Linked DNA regions of Mus musculus: regions 1 and 3 are each linked to region 2. Evidence: chromatin contacts called from public Hi-C data. All regions are on one chromosome and are shown on one strand. The core of a region is the stretch at or near the end of the contact, and the rest is flanking DNA. Distances in the headings are between cores, read along the strand shown.

Region 1 (2,705 bases), core at 83-2,582, 60 kb before region 2:
CTGAGGGGAAGCCCCAGCCAACAATGCGGAATTACATCCCTGCTATTGGTGACAACTGTTAAGAACAGCCTCGATTTTGGTCAAGAAGCAAATAAAGCAATCTAAAATAAAATGTGTTAAACCTGTCTTGGCACACAGGGATTACCATGAAATGCTGAGAAAACCAAGTCTTAGATTCACCTGGTATTTTTTTTTAATTGCAAAAATGCTCAAACTTTATTCTCTGTAAATATATGTTTGAATGGTTGCTGCAGCAATAGGTTTCCACTTGTTCGTGTGGATGGGAGGAACTCAAAGGAAAATCTACACTAAGGTTGCTATGCTAAATCTGCCTCCCCCCCCCCCCAAGATTTCCATTTGGAATTTGGCCATGAATTTTGCATGGTTTAAGCATTGCCAAGGAATTAAAAAAGTTCTACAGTCATCATAATTATTCGTCTGAATCTGAATGAAAGAAAACATCCCTGGCTTCCTGGGCTTTGGTACTATCTGAGTAGGGGAAGGTGAGCCACCTGGTCCCAAAGCTGCGGAGACAGCACTCTGGCACCTCCTGCCGGGCTGGAGCAAGAGTACACCTCAGGCATACTGCTTTCTCACAGCAGCTCTGAAAGGGGTGGTTTTCTCATATACTTATTTTAAAGGCAGGGTTTCTTCAGCCTCCCTAGTGCTAGCAGATATGGGGGAGGGCTGATAAGTCTACTTTTTATTTATGTGTCTGTATCCAATTGCTCAGTCATTGCTCCAGTCCGTTTCCTTTTACTTAAAAAAAAAGTGTACTTATGTACAGATACATATATCTTTCTCTCTCTACATCTAACATGTACGTGGCCCATAGAGGCCAGGAGAGGACATTGGGTTCTCTGGAGCAGGAGTCACAGGCAGTTCTGAGCCCCTGACTAGGGTACTGAGAACAGAGACTGGGTCTTCTAAAAGTACAGCAAACGCTATTGACCACCGATCCATCTCTCAAGTCCCACCTTTTTACTTGGGAAAGGGGCTCCCTAAGTCACCCAGGCTGGCCTTGAACTTGCGATCCTCCTGCTTAGACTTTACGAGGAGCGGGGCTGACAGACCTGCGCCACTGGGCTAGGTTTTCTCCGAAGGCCTAAGGTTTAAACGCTCACAAAGCTCCCGAGCCTCTCCGCCATCTTTGCTCGGTTAGCTGCTAGCGCCAAGAACTTTCGCGCCAAAACGTCCAGCCTCACAAAATGGAGACCGGAAAGAGTTGACTCGTGACGTCACCAAGACGCCACAGCCAATCATCTTGGGAACCAGGCCTTGGAGGCGGGACTCAACCGGCGCAGAGCAGTCCAATAGCTATCCGCGGCGCTGAACGAACCAATAGGAGCGCAGAGACCGCGGTGGACAAACGCGGAGGCTGGTTTTTCCCGCGAAAGTCGGCTTCCTCTAGGAGGGCTGAGGTTCGTGTGGCGCGCCGCTGTGAGGTGAGGGAATTGCGGGACCCCGTCTAGGGAAGCTCCCGCCGCCCCGGGGTGCTCAGCTCTCTGTCTCCCTTGACCCAGGTACAGTCATGTCGGGCTTCGACGACCCGGGCATTTTCTACAGCGACAGCTTCGGTGGCGACCCCGGTGCGGAAGAGGGCCAGGCCCGCAAGTCGCAACTGCAGAGGCGATTCAAGGAGTTCCTGAGACAGTACCGAGTGGGCACCGATCGCACGGGCTTCACCTTCAAGTACAGGTGCGACAGTGTCCGTGAACCATTCTTACGGGGGACGCCTTTTCTTGACAGTCCCTCTTCAGGCCTAAATTTAGGATAGAGTGGTCTACAATTAGGTGTCTTTTGAGAGAGGTGGGGGCATTGGTGCCTGTGAGGACCGGGGTGCACAGGCACTGCTGCTGACGGTCCCTCAATGCACCCTTCCTGTCCCTCTGCCCCTTTGTTGACCACTAAAGAGATGAACTCAAGCGGCATTACAACCTGGGTGAATACTGGATCGAGGTGGAGATGGAGGACCTGGCCAGTTTTGACGAGGAACTGGCTGACCACTTGCATAAACAGCCGGCCGAGCACTTACAGCTGGTGAGTAGCACCCATTTCAGAGCCTCCTAAACCCGGGCCCTGCCCCATCATCACCAGCAGCTTATGCCTTTCCTCTTCTTCAGCTTGAGGAAGCTGCCAAGGAGGTGGCAGATGAGGTGACCCGGCCCCGGCCAGCTGGAGATGAGCTGCTCCAAGACATCCAGGTCATGCTCAAGTCAGATGCCAGCCCGTCGAGCATTCGGATTCTGAAGGTAGGAGTTTATTGAATGGCTAGTCAGGGTGGCATGGCCGCTGTGTGGTGCAGAAGGCGTCTGAGACAGGTAGCTTGGAGCACCAGATGTGTGACCCTGACCAAGACATTTGACTTAACTTAGTCTTTATCCTGTGTAAAATTACCTCAATGGGGTTGATGTCTTAAAGGGAAGGCAGAGTTGAGTCTTGCAGAACAACAGTGAGTTCCTATCCATCAGGGAGACTAAAAAAATAGTAAATGCCATCCATAACTGGGAGGCAGAAGTAGAAGCCTGGTGTACATGAGACCCTGTCTCGAAAAGAAAAGAACGTGGGGACAATGTGGCTATTGCTGAGAGGGTAGAGAGTTGAGGAAGAATACTTTAGAGGAAGTGTTGTTGGAGCTGAAATTGATTGATGTGTAGCCAGTCGGGTCAAAACCTTGAAGAGTGTTCCACCAGACTCAGTCTAAT
Region 2 (2,879 bases), core at 180-2,679:
CTCTGAGCCTTTGTCTCTTATTCTATGGTGGAGAGACCAGGACTGGGTGCCCGAGATGTCCAGGGACCCTTCACCCAAAGCTTCTGAGAGGTGTTCTGATGGTGGCACCATGCTGACCTATATAGCTTTTTGGTCCCTCAGGTCTTAGCTTCAGCCTCATGGTACCTAAGGTGGGAAGCCCTAAGGGCCGGGGAGTGAGAAGGTGCTAACATCTGGAGGACCTCAAGTCAAGCTGCTCTGGCTCTGCAGATGAGCTGGGCTCTAGCGGAGACTCTCAGTCAAGTGATAGACTGGGGAGTTTTGGAAAATAGCCAGACAAAGTGTATAGTGGAAGGAGAGGAGGGAGCATAGAGGACTGAGAGGTTGGAAGCAGAGGACCTGGCTGCATGCTGAACCTGTAAGCATGTGTACATGTGTATAGGCATATGTACTTGTGTATGTGCACACATGTGTGCATGCAAATGGGCATGCATGTATGTGTCTGTGAGCTTGTGTGCCTATGTTTGTCCTTGTGACTGTCATTTTCTCATCATCATGCATGCTTATAGACCATTTTGTAAACTACATGTCCCTTGAGGAAATGCTGCGAGTGCTTGGGTTTGGCCATGAGTACCAGCTCAGGAGTGAGGAATTAGCCAGACCCTTAATGTGTGTGCTGCAGGGTCCTGCTCTGAAGGCTTGAAGACCTATCTAGACTTATTGGTTAGTCACTGAAAACTGTAGCCCTCCTCAGGCTCATGAACCTGCGGGAAAACAGCAACAGCAGTAGCCTTATCAGGTGTTTCTATGTGGCATGTCCTGTGTCCGTGTTCTATGAAGGCCCTTCAATTTTGAGGTGTGGACACGGAGGCCCACACCCAGATGGCACACTTGTTGAGTCATCTCTGAAAGCCTTGCTTGGATCTGGATCCACAGGCTACCCAGTGGCCTCTGAAGTAAGAAATCTCCAACCACAATGGGACAGACAGCTCTCAGGCCTGGGCGAGCTGCCTGCCTCCTGGAGGTTGGAGTTGCTTTCTGAGATGCTCGGTGTTCTAGGATCTAGAATTCCAAGTTTAAAACATGTGGTCTGGGTCAGCAAATGTCATAAGTGGAGGAATGTTGCCAGTTATATAGAGAGGAACCAAATGCTAGGGCCAAATCTCCCATCTCAGGGCCCCAGGAACTCCAGAGCTGTCAGCCATCCTGCCCTTGATAGCAGAAGCTGCCAGCTGCTCAGGACATGGGCTTAGGCCTACCTGTCCCTGCAGTCCCTGTTCCCTATGGTGGTGCCTTCTGAAATAAGGAACTCATTTTTTCTCTGTGCTCTCTAACCCTGTCCCTGAACAACCTGACTCCAGCTGAAAGAAGAGATGGAGGAGTTGGGGCACTGAGTAGGAAGGAGAAGTCTGGCTTGGTGACATCAATGGGCCCAGGCACAGTTGTAAAGCACTGAGAAAACCCAGATGTGATACAGGCCCTGAAGGCCCAGCCTGCCCACCCACTGCTATGTGAAGTGCTGGATGCGATGGAGGGGCAGAAGGTCTATCCAGGCTTGGAGCCAGCTGGCAGCACTCGCCTAGAAAGGGTGATTAGGCTGGGCCCCGCTCTCCAAGTGGCAAAAAGCAGCTGCTTACAGGCCAGGCTTTGCCTTGCGTGATTCTGTCTTCCAGGGAGTCGTTTGGATTCCATTCTGAATGCATAGCCTGAGGTAAGCATGACTACATCTTGTCTGCACAAGTGTACAGTTGCTAACTATCTCAGGAAACTCTGAGCTACACAGCAACAGTTCATCTATGCAAATGACCTCTTAGCAATATTGAATGTGTCTGAGTAAGTCAGGAGCACGGGCGTTACTGGATGAAGTTTACTATGTGCCTGAGAATTAATATATGCCACACCCACTCCAGTGGAGTCTGCATGACAAGTCCAAAAGCTGGCTGCAGTCCTGAGGCAAAAAGTTTCACAGAAACTGGTCTCCTGGAGGTCCTTGGAGTCCCAAAACACAGATGTGGTCCGGATTTGTTCTTGTGATAGTCGGTGGAGGGTTTTGCGTGCTTTCTTTCAGTATTGTTTTATTATAGGTGCCCCCAAGGAATGATTTGACAAATAGCCAAGTTAGATTGGATGTTGTTTCCTGGCCTCCACTGGTGTTCCAACACCCTAGTCAATCGTTGAGCTGACCTTGGGCTTGGAAATTTGTAACAATGTTACTTATTCAGACAAAATGCTTCCAGTGTTGAAAGAGAGATACTGAAAGAAATCAGACATTGCAATTTACTGGATAACAGTTAGAAATCGCCGGGTGTGGTAGCACATGCCTTTAATCCCAGCACTCGGGAGGCAGAGGCAGGCGGATTTCTGAGTTTGAGGCCTGCCTGGTCTACAGAGTGAGTTCCAGGGCAGCCAGGACTATACAGAGAAACCCTGTCTCGAAAAATCGAAAACCCAAAAAAAAAAAAAAAAAAAAAAAAGTTAGAAATCTCAGGGCAAGTTCAACAAAGTAAACTTAGAGTTGTCATTACAGTCATATACGGCAGACTATATTACATAATAGAAGAAAGTTGGTGGGCTCCTCTGGTAAATGGAGTTTTCCCCACAAACACTTAGAATAGCAGCTGAGTCACTCCCATATGCAGGAATTTACAATTGTCTAGGAAGAAGGTGGGTTGTGGCTTAAGAAGGAACTAGAGTATTGTGTTATTCACAGAAAGGTTAGCAAGAACGGAATTTCCCTGGTGCATACTTTCATAAAGCACAGAAGAATAGGTGTTTACTAAGGGACCCCTGGTGGTGGGTTATACAATAAACTAGAATTGTGGCTAGAGTGTGAAGCCCTTGCACCTAGCGCCTAAGAATAAGCTGACTTTAGATAGGGCTGATTTTTATCTCAGTTGTAA
Region 3 (2,722 bases), core at 44-2,543, 44 kb after region 2:
TGGTTCAAAGCGCTCCCTAGGATAGCACGCTCTGGCTCTGTCAGGGACGGGAAGACTAGGTCCCACCAAGCCAGAGGAGGTCTCTCCATAGAGTTCACTCTGAGCTGCTTCCATTACCCAAGGTGATTCAGGGCCCCTCGTGGCTGCACGTGTGCCGCCCATGTGCTCCGCAGGCCAAGCGTTCGCAATGGAAGCCGCGGCCTGGACCGGGCTCCCGGCGAACGTAGGTGGGCATCGGAGGGGGTGGAGGTTCGCTCAGGGCGAGGTTGGGAGGTCAGGAGCGGGTTCCCACAGTTTGGGCTGGCTTGCGGGCGAGTGCGTGCTCAGTGTCAGCCTCCCAGGCCCGTGCCTTACGGTCTTCCGGTCACGGTGCGCGTGGCCGAAGCCTCGGGATAGCCCTCCTCCCCCGCGGCCCCAGCCCCACGCGCCCGGGCACGCGTAGCCGCAGATTGCCGCGGCTCCTAGACTGGGGTGGGGCGGAGGCGGGACCTGGCCGCGGGACCCGCCGCTGATTGGCTGCTCATGGCGGGGGCGGGGTGCAGGCGGCAGAGCCCAGGCGGCGGCGCTGGGCAGGTGGGCTCGGGACGTAGCGCGCGCCAGGGCCCGAGGTAGGCGTAGGTTGCGCATCTGGAGCCCGAGCTTGAGCCACCGGGAGAGCACGAGGGAGGAACCCACCCTAAGAAACTTCTCCTCGCTTGGGGAGAGGAGGCACAGTGCGGAGCGACGTGGGCTTCAGGCGAAGTTGGAGCTGCTGAGCTTCGGGGCGGCGTTCGAGGCCCCCTCCCACTTGCGCGCTGAGCGCAGCTAGCGGCGTCGGGCGAGGAGCAAGCGGCGGTCCTTTCCGCGAGGGTCGGCTGCCCGACTGAGGGCAGCCGGGAAGGACGGCCCGGCGCACAAACCCCTCTACCCTGCACGCGGCCACCCGCTTTGCGTCCAGAGAAGGAGGTAACGTAAGCTGCCAGGCGGGTTCGTAGGCCGATCGTCACCCCCAAAAGTCCTCCTGAGTCTCCGGGGTTCGCTTCTATATCCCCGGAGTCGTGCCCCTTCCCCTTCAGCGCGGAGCTCCAGGCGGGGGCACCCCGTACTGGACGTCCCCAAACCTTCGAGCACCTGGCTCAACCGGAGTCCCCCCTGTCGGGGCAGGGCAGGGCCGCCGGCGGCGAGCCGGAGCCAGCCCAGCGCCCCAGCCCCGCCGAGCCCTCGGAGCCCACCCATGGGTCATCATCCCCTGATCCGCGGGCCTCCTCGCCCTGTCGCGCTCAGCCCAGCTCCGGGCGCCGCGCGCAGGAGGATCCGTACGCAGTGACCCTGGAGCCCCCGCAGACGCCGGGAGACTCAGCGGTCGGAGCGGCAGGCGGCTCCCCGCACCTCCAGGAGCTTCCAGGGAGCCCTCCAAGCCGTGCTCGGGGTCCGTCCCGCTGTTCTCAGGTAAGGGAGACATCCCAATAGAACAGGAGAGGTAGCTAGGTGGAGTGGGGCAGCCGGCTCAGTAGAGGGACGCAAGCTCGGTGACGCTGGCATTTTATGACAAAGGAAACTTAAACTGTACCCTCTACGTGCTGAGATGCTTTATACACGTAGAGCATTAAGCTCACTAGATGCCTAGCCTACTACCTCTGGTGGTCTTTAGCCCCTTACATAGCGTAGGAAAGTGGATTTATTGAGCTCTTGTGTGCTCCGTTTGTCCCTGGGAGCTTTCTTTTAGACCAAGAGACAGTCCACTTTAAAAGGAGGAAACTGAGACTCAAGAGGAAGAGGCAGTTACCCTCCCTAGATAAAACCTCAAGCAAGAATGATCAGGGGTCCTTTAACCTATCCTAGCGTCCCTTGAGCTTTGGAGCATTTCCTGCAATGTTTCCTTGCTACCATGGTTTCCTGAACTCAAGTGGCCAGTGTGTGGGGCCTCTGAGCCACACTCTCTTGCCCACCTCTGCCACCAGTCCACGAAGGATGAGGAAGGGTATTGGATTGTCCTGGACCTCCTGGAAGCTAGACTAGGGTCTGGAGCAACGACCGGCTTTGGACTCTCTGATTCAGGTTCCTCCTAAGCCTCAGAGGGACAAAAAAGAGTCCCTGCAAGTCGTCCACGGGGCTGGGAGCAGCCGGGTGGCTCATGACTACTCAGAGAGACTGCCCAAAGAAAAGAGTCTTGTATTGGAAAGGTTTCTGGGTACCTGACCGTGTTGCGTTTGTTTCTACCCAACGTTTAACAGAGAGGTGAGCTGAGTGCACAAACCAGATCACTCAGAGGTTCTGTGCTGACACAGCTGATCATCCAGAAACAGATGCCCCCTGTTCTCTGCCCTCCTGACATCCCCAGGATGGGAAGGGTGGCTTTGTAAAGCTCCTGAGACTCCCCAGAGCCTAGGGGAGGAGTCAGGACTACAGCGTGTCAGTCCTAAGAGGCTTGGGATGTGCACACAGGTGTGGCAGGTAGTGTAGTGAACCTGGCTCTGGGGTGCACCCAAGGAACTCATCCTGACCAATCTGTACCTGTTCAGCTCCCATCAAGCACTGGGGCAGACACAAGGGTGAATGGCCCACAGTTGCACTGCTTGTGAGCTGCTGGCAGGGTATGCAGAGTCCTGGGCAGGATGCCACCCCAGCTGCCTAGAGGGAGAGAGGAAACAGGACTATAACATGGATCACAGAGTCATTCCCTGTCCAGTGCCAACTGGGGCTCCACTGAGTCAGAGCTATTAGGAGAAGACTAGTTGAAGCC

Evidence for each region. Hi-C and Micro-C count contacts between places; a contact is called where the count stands out from the background.
Region 1: a Hi-C map of uterus shows a contact between it and region 2, with 2.6 times the contacts expected there. The contact joins the promoter of Mcm5 here to the enhancer-like site in region 2. A contact is called at or near these places in 2 of 39 promoter capture datasets (the C10 cell line and hematopoietic stem and progenitor cells), 1 of 484 Hi-C or Micro-C datasets (uterus), 1 of 115 datasets of contacts at active chromatin or transcription factors (embryonic stem cells) and 1 of 9 other capture datasets (liver).
Region 3: a contact with region 2 is called in a Hi-C map of uterus, with 3 times the contacts expected there. The contact joins the promoter of Rasd2 here to the enhancer-like site in region 2. A contact is called at or near these places in 3 of 39 promoter capture datasets (the HPC-7 cell line, HPC-7-derived erythroid cells and trophoblast stem cells), 10 of 484 Hi-C or Micro-C datasets (the G1E-ER4 cell line, bone marrow-derived dendritic cells, embryonic fibroblasts and 4 more), 3 of 115 datasets of contacts at active chromatin or transcription factors (bone marrow-derived macrophages and embryonic stem cells) and 1 of 9 other capture datasets (liver).

What each region holds. Positions count from the first base shown.
Region 1 is chr8:75,108,177-75,110,881 of GRCm38.p6, forward strand. It overlaps Mcm5 (minichromosome maintenance complex component 5), which reads left to right and starts at 1,333. Exons shown (of 17, transcript NM_008566.3): 1 at 1,333-1,445; 2 at 1,524-1,698; 3 at 1,914-2,040; 4 at 2,124-2,252. The coding sequence starts at 1,532.
Region 2 is chr8:75,168,067-75,170,945 of GRCm38.p6, forward strand. No RefSeq gene overlaps it. Among named protein-coding and RNA genes, the nearest start is that of Rasd2, 44 kb to the right of the region's middle. Within about 2 kb of position 1,430, at least 7 of the 459 cell types and tissues checked have an H3K27ac peak or open chromatin away from gene starts, as enhancers often do. A contact at or near this core is called in uterus, where this site is marked.
Region 3 is chr8:75,212,651-75,215,372 of GRCm38.p6, forward strand. Rasd2 (RASD family, member 2) reads left to right here and starts at 1,294. Exons shown (of 3, transcript NM_029182.1): 1 at 1,294-1,428.